Linked DNA regions of Macaca mulatta: region 1 is linked to region 2. A link is a contact called in public Hi-C data. All regions are on one chromosome and are shown on one strand. The core of a region is the stretch at or near the end of the contact, and the rest is flanking DNA. Distances in the headings are between cores, read along the strand shown. Region 1 overlaps DISC1 (DISC1 scaffold protein). Region 2 holds the start of LOC144337349.

Region 1 (3,681 bases), core at 831-3,330, 750 kb before region 2:
AATAACTCTTGCCTGGTTCCCAGGTTTCTCCGAGTATCTGGGGCAAGTGGAAACCTCAGAGATGGGGTCTGGAAATGTAAAACGTTGATGAATTGCAGAGTCACCCCATGAATGGTATTGAGTGGGTCAGAGGTATTCTGGAAAAGTCTGCAAAATCCAAAAGCCAATCTGTATTTTAAAATACACTCTATAACCTTTGCGTGCCCACTCATCCTCAGCTGGCTCCAGGGAATGGTGTCCGAACTCACGGTCTCATCTATGGGAGCTGCATTTCATCAACCTATTTTGGAAACCAGCATACTTCTGGTTCTGAGAATTCAGCTTAGAAATAATACCTAGTTTCCTATACAATCCCCCCACTAAAAAAATTTTGTGATGTGCCCCATGTCTGTCTGACACATTTTCACTTGTTTCTTCATCAGTGATCTAGGTCTGTCCACCCTCCTCTATTTCTTTTCTATTTATCTCCATTATCTTAGTCTATTTGGGCTGCTGTAACAAAGTACCATAGACTGAGTGGCTCATAAACAACAGAAATGTATGTTTCACAGTTCTGGAGGCTGGGAAGTCCAGGATCGAGGCAGTGATAGATTCGGTGCCTGGTGAGGGCTTGTTTCCAGGTTCATAGATGGTGCCTTTTCCATTGTCCGTATGTCCATATGTCCTCCCATTCTGGAAGCGGTGAGGGAGCTCTCTGGGGCCTCTTTTGTAAGGGGACTGATTCCATTCATGGAGATCCTACCCTCATGACCTAGTCACCCCCCAGAGGCCCTACATCTTAATGCCATCACCTTTGGGGTTAGGATTTTAACAAATGAATTTTGGGAGGGCACAAGCATTCAGTCTGAAACATCCATTTCTTGCCTACTTCAAAATTTTTTGTTGCCGTTACATCAAAATCTCTTCTGGCTCTTTCTGAAAGTGGATTTCTATGTAACCATTTTCTCTTTTCTTTTGCATTTTGACTGAGTTTTTCTTCTTAAGAAAACAAGAAGCAGCAGTAGATGATGGAGAGCATGAGTGCCAGAGAGTGGGGAAGCCTGGGCTCTCCTGCCAGGTTCTGTGTTAGTCGAAAACTGAGGACTTGGAGGGTTGATGAGCCGAGCTTTCTGTTGGGGCTCCTGTTTCCCGTCCACGTATTGTTCCAGCAGTACAAAGTTTGTCAGTCAGAGAGAATGTGGGCTCCCATGGCAAGGTGGCTGCCAGTTTTCATACTCTGTAAAAGGCTTAGTGATGGAAGGAGATTAAATTTAATGCTTTAACGTGGATTTAGGTAGAGATCTTGTACCACAGAAAATTGGAAATCAAGGGTAAAAAACTGAAAATGGAGTGATGTCTTTTTCTTCCATACAATTTCATATTTGCAAACTAAATTAACTCTAAATAGTTTAGGATTTTATTGCAGAAATCTATAAAACTTTAAAGAATCTTGGCATTTGATTGATTTTTCTAGTTTATGAAAAACTGACAATACTCTAAGCCAAAGACACGTTCAACATAATAATGCAGGTTGTGTATCCCTTATCTAAAATGCCTGGGATGAGAAGTGTTTTAGATATAGGATTTTTTTTTTTGAATATTTGCTTATTTACCTGTTGAGCATCTCTAATCCAAAAAATCCAAAATCCAAAATGCTCCTATCAGCATTTCCTTTGAGCATCATGTTGGTGCTCAGAAAATAGTAGATTTTGAAGTATTTCAAATTTCAGATTTTTGGATTAGAGATGCTCAACCTATAAATCAAAAAAAATTTTGTGTAATGTCTTATCGTGTGTGTGTTTGGAGCCTTCTCAGGGTTAAGCAGATATGAAAAGCCCACGTTTTCAGGAAAGAATTTAGGAAAATAAAGGGCCAACATTTTTTCCCTCCTAGCTGCATGTCATAATATTTTTGCCTGCTGCAGAGTCAATTCATTTCTATCTTCAGACTTATCACTATCAGGCATTTTCCATTCCCCGCATTTCTCATTTTTTGTTATCTTTTTGCACTTGCAAAAACTGAAATTTGGCTTGAATGAGACACATTTCCCTACCCTTTATCTCTCACTGATTCATTCCTTGAATTGGGGCAAATCTTTCTAATCTAAGCCAGTTTCATCCTCTTGCTGTAGAGTAACCTGTGCCAGCAGAGTCCTGTGTGGGATAAGTTTGGCAGAATTGCAGACTGCGTTTTTGGACCTAGCAGCTGAAGATGATTCTGTCCCTCATCAATTTTTTTTTCCCTAAGGGCACTTTTGCCTTCAAATGGTATCGGTAAAAACAATCTTTTTTTTTTTTTTCTATTTCCTTTATCTAAAGAAAGTCTTCAACTTAGTTTTGTTCTGTTGCTGTGAATGTCGGTACAGGAAAGTCCTTGAAGAACATCGGAAACAGGAGCTTCATCTGGGCTCTGTGATGGTGCCATTGTATGAATTGAAATCCATCAGGGTGGGACTGGTTATCTGTCTAACAAAGATGCCATGAAACATGATTGAGAGTGTCCTTTGGGTGGAGTGCTTCTTACATTTTGGGGTTAAGAGCCTTTTCTGTCATTGCTTTTATTATTATTTATTTATTTATTTTTATTAGAGATAGGGTCTTGCTACATTGACCACGCTGGTCTTGAACTCCTAGCCTCAAGCAATCCTCCCACCTTGGCCTCCCAAAGTGCCGAGATTACAGGTGTGAGCCACTGCACCCAGACTCTGTCATTGATTTTGACAAGTTTTTTCTTTTTTTTGGTTGTTGTGATTTTGGAAGTTTTTTTCTCAGAAAGGACATACTTGACTGAATTTTTCTCAGAGCCTAATTATTAGTTAGTTATTTGTATTTATTTCTTTTTGATTTCACTACAGTAGCCGCTATATCTGGAGTAACGTTTATCTTTTAACTTGCTTTATGTTTTGGTAGATCTTAGTGATTATGCAATTTGATGATGCCATTCAATATCAAGGCCAGACCACAGCATGTACAAGAGGTTGCTGTCACGTGATATTTTTCCATTTTCATCTCTTAGTATGCTTTCTTATTTTTTGCATTGCCCGTACAGTGAATTAAAAAGAATCTGATTGAGATATCACCTCATAGTAGATAACTTTCCCATTAATATTTGCTCACTCATCTGTAGGCCTAGGAAGCTTTATATCTATTTACAACAGTGACTAGGACCAATAGTGTGCTGTTAAATGTTTAGGAACCAGTTCTCCAGGAAAAAAAAAGTCCTGATTGGCAACGTCTGGCTATTTCCATAGTGTAAATCTCCCACCATGGCTGATTTCCAGCTATTTCTGGTTTAACAAGTGGCTCACAAAATTCTTGAAAGTTTATCAACTGGCTCTCACCAGGAGGATGGCTCCAGCACCCACCGTACCTGACAACAGTTTTATTACTTTACAGATGATAAAAAGCTTTATCATCGTTATTTCGTTTCTGATTTACAAAACAACCCTGTAGAGTAGGTGGTGTTATACATGAGGCATCTGAGACTCAGAGGCCTAAGTGGCTGGAAATAGCTTCAGCAGCTATTATTAGGCAGAGCAGAGACGGAATGCTGCCTCTGAGCTGAGCATTCTTGGTGTTCTCGTCACTCATGGCAACTGTTTTCCATTGTGAGGATTCCCTTAGTGGTGTCATAATTGGACTCCAAAGGAGTGTACTCAAGAAATGACTACTTCAATGGTTTTCCGTAGTTTTAGTAGGTAGT
Region 2 (3,781 bases), core at 1,008-3,507:
TTGCTTTAGAATAAAAGTGCTTAAAAAACATCACTGGGAGCCTGCTGCTGCTGTTACTGCTGAAACTACGGGCTATTGTGCTTGTCATAAAAGGGCTTGTGCTTAGAAATGAAAAAATCAAATATCCTCTGGGGAGAAGATGTCCCTAACACAATCCCTGGTATGAATCATGCAGATACTTTAACTGCATCTCTTCCCAAAATGGATCAATGGAATCCTTTTGGAGGAATCAACGTGATTTATACCCAAAACTTAAGATGGCATTTTCTCATGAATAATACTCTCTTATAACTCTGAATCAAGCAGTGAAATTCAATCAAGCAGTAAACATCTTTTAAGTGGAAATATTGTCTAAACGGGATGACAAAACAGAACTCTGAATTCTTTAAGTCCAAACATGAAACAGACATTCTTAAATGATGTAACTAAATACAGTAACCAAGTTGTCTCTTGAAATTCAACTTTAGGAATGCCAAAAATAATAGGCCACCTCTCAATATCCGCAAAGATACTGGTATGTGTAGGTTTTCTAGGAAAGTAATAAAAAGCAACAGTTTGGGAGATCTTTTTTCTTCAATTACTAATTGTAACACTAGAAAAATTACAACCTAGGCTGCACACAAACGCAACTCAAATGGGCAGTTTACTAAACGTCTGTCATAAGAAAGCCATCTAGTGTTAACGTTTAGAATGGAGACTGCAGACAAAAGAGGCAAAGAAAAGAAAAATCTGTGCGACTATTTTGAACTTCACTGAGCAAAGCCATGAGAACCACCAAGATTCTTTGAGGGTTTTTTTCCTTGATTTTTGAAAAAAGCCATCCTTGTCAAAACCCAGTCTCAATCTAACCAAATCAAAAATGTCTACAATTTTATTTTGACCAAAATCGTGTTTTGTTGAGCATAATTCCGTGACCAATGCACTTGATTTTTTCCAATACTCAGGCCAGAGTCATCTTGGGCTAAATTAATTTAACTGAAGCAGGTTAATGATGACAAATATCTCCCAGAGGAGTAATGCCAAGTTGTTCTCTCTTTCCGAGAAGCCTCGGCTCCTCTTGTAGATGATGAGCCGAAATTGATTCTTTGGGTTTGCGGCACGGCTGAAAATTAATCTGTAGGTTTTCCTGGGGATATTCCTAGGACGTGGGCAAACTACCCTCACTGACACGGGAAGACCCGGGGAGGCACAGGAGCTGGCAAAGTGGGAAGAAAGGTCGCGCTGAGTGAGAAGGGCGCTCGCCCGGCTGCTCACGGTCTTACAAAGAGGGATCCGTCCCGGTGAGGGCGCGCGCTCGGGGCGCACCCCTTCTAGAAGGGGAATTAGCCCCGCAGCAAGTTCGGCGTCAGCCCGCCAGGCGCGCCGGGGGAGCTGCGTCGGGCAACCGCGAGCCCTTCCAGAGAGCGTTAGTCAGAGCGGAGTTCTGGGCACCTGGAGGAGGTCCTCCTCAGTGCCTGTGTCGCCGACACGGGAATAACCTTTCAGACGATCGATAACTTGGAGAGAACAGGCGGCGACGGCTCCTCTCCTAGCCTGGGCCCGGGAGCGCGGGTGCATCTGCGTCTACAAGCCGGACCCTGCCCCGTGCCCCTCGCACCCCCGCGCCCCTCGCCGCCGTCAGTCCCCCGAAGCGCCCCGAAGGGCATCCCCTTCCCCTTCGGGACAGTCACCGCCTGGCCGTAGCCATCCCGAACCTACCCTCGCCACGCTGCCCGTCGGATTCCCCGACACGAACCTTCGCAACACCGTCCGCCGGGACCTGCTACAGCCTGTGCGCGCCGGGTGGCGCGTACCCGGGCTGCCGCCTCGCCGCCCGCCGCTGCCCCGGGCTGCCCATCGGCCCGGACTCTCCCCGCGCCGGGCTCCGGCGGAGGCGGCCCGGACCCGCCGGCTGCGGCTGGAGCTCTCGGCCTGCACTCGGGCGGCCGGCGGGGGCGCGGCGCTCTTCCTCCGTCCTCCTCCTCCTCTCGCTCCGCCGGCTCCTCCCGGGCTCCCAGTCTGCCGCGCCGGCTCCCGATGCCACCGCCCGCCCGCCAGGCGGCACCGCCCCCCGCCCGCTCTGTGGGCTCCCATTGGCCGCCGCCTGCAGGCCCCCTCGGCTCCGCCCCACGATTGGGCGCGGGCGCCGTCAGTCTCACCGCCCGCCGGGCACCAGGCTCAGCCGGTGCGCTGTTCCCAGGCCCCGCGGCGCGCGGGAGCGGCGCGTCCGGGAGGGGCCCGAACGCCTTTCTTGGGGAGGGGGCTGTGGAGCGCAGCATGAGCGGCGCTGGGCGAGCTCGAGGGCCGGGCAGCCTACCTGGACTCAGGCTTATAGAGAGCTGTCGCCGTCCTCGCCGGTACTCGCTTTCGTCCCTCTGAGGAATAAGTTAAAAACCCCGAGTCTGGTTCTGAGCCTTCCTCTGGCGCAGGCGCGACCCCACCCGGCCCTCCCGTCGCCCAACTTGGGACAGACGTGGCGGCCGGGCGTTCGGATCCGTGAGCCTCGGCCGCTGGGGCTACATACACAGCCCAAGACGCCACAGAATCGCCGAGGCCGCGCAAACGCCCAAACGGCCGCATCTCGAAGTGATCCCATATGAAGAAGACAGCGCGAGGAAGCAAGACCCTGCTGTGTGCCGGCCCCCGGAGGGCGCCCCGGGCCCGGTGGGTCGGAGGGTGGGGAATCACAGAGAAACACGCAGGCAGTAAAATCTTAGGAGGACAGGGGGTGCCAGCGTGCAGGAAATGCTGCTAAGAGACCTTTAGAAGCCAGGGAAAACGGAGAGACCAGCAGTTCCAGGCACCCGCATGCCAGCCCGGTCCGCTCAGCCCTTCCTCCCTGCCCTCCAGGCAGCGCTCAGCCCACGGTAGAAATGTCTTGGATCGTTTTTCCGACGAGGAAAAATTGAACTTTTTATACCCAACGTTTCTACTTTCTTAGAAATGTTGACTCACCTTTGAGGAAGCATTACTTGAAACTATTACTGTAAATTGCTTGACATTTGAATTAGATGCAGAAAGATTAAAGGGTCTCAGAAGAATCTTTTAAGCTAGACTGGAATTGACTCTGCCTAAATGGACAGCAACAGTCATCTATACGCAGAAATAATAAAGCAGGTGGAGGGAGCCTCTAACTTACCTTCCAGCGACACCGTAGGATTTCCTGAGCAGACCTTTTTGTCAGAGTTTTGAGCTGGGTTCCCAGAGACTGGATTGGGGCTTTCAGTTCCTCCCCTTCTAGAGTCAGACTTCTTCCTGAAGAGAGAATGTTATCTCTACTTCCCTATCACAAACACTTCCTAGAACACAGCCCTGTTAAAAGTTAAATACAGGCGGTCCCTCCCACACTATATTTCTCTGTGATCTGAAGCTGTACACATTATACAATCTTTTGTATCTCTTTAAATTATAGGTATAATCTGTGGGATTAGGTATAACTAAACAGGTCAAAAAGCAATCCTGTGACATAATACAATTCCTGAGCACTCCAGGTTTTGATGAGTTTCCCAACTGTCACCCCATTATCAGCATTTACAAGATTGTCATGTATTCATTTAACAAACATTCGTGGAGATCCTCTGATGTTCCAGACCATGCTAGGTGCTGGGAATATAAAATGCACAGGACATAAGGCTCGGCTCTTCAAGAGCTCACCATCTGACAGGTGTATTCTCATTCATTGTAGATACTCTACAAGAGATATCAACATTATCTCCTATGTACTCAACAAAACCCTACAGGAGCAGCACCCGTGAAGGAACTTTTCCTGGGAGTGCCTAGGGAGGACATACTCACGTTTCAC

Evidence for each region. Hi-C and Micro-C count contacts between places; a contact is called where the count stands out from the background.
Region 1: a Hi-C map of cortical neurons shows a contact between it and region 2, with 6 times the contacts expected there. The contact joins the enhancer-like site here to the promoter of LOC144337349 in region 2. A contact is called at or near these places in 4 of 14 Hi-C or Micro-C datasets (cortical neurons, fetal cortex germinal zone, fetal cortical plate and 1 more).

The regions. Positions count from the first base shown.
Region 1 is chr1:17,168,705-17,172,385 of T2T-MMU8v2.0, reverse strand. All of the region lies in intron 8 of DISC1 (DISC1 scaffold protein), which reads left to right. Among named protein-coding and RNA genes, the nearest start is that of DISC1, 160 kb to the left of the region's middle. Within about 2 kb of position 2,080, at least 1 of the 40 cell types and tissues checked has an H3K27ac peak or open chromatin away from gene starts, as enhancers often do. A contact at or near this core is called in cortical neurons, where this site is marked.
Region 2 is chr1:16,422,543-16,426,323 of T2T-MMU8v2.0, reverse strand. LOC144337349 reads left to right here and starts at 2,257. Exons shown (of 3, transcript XM_077981986.1): 1 at 2,257-2,287; 2 at 2,393-2,643; 3 at 3,665-3,781. The coding sequence starts at 2,257. SIPA1L2 (signal induced proliferation associated 1 like 2) reads right to left here and starts at 3,276. Exons shown (of 23, transcript XM_077998594.1): 1 at 3,119-3,276.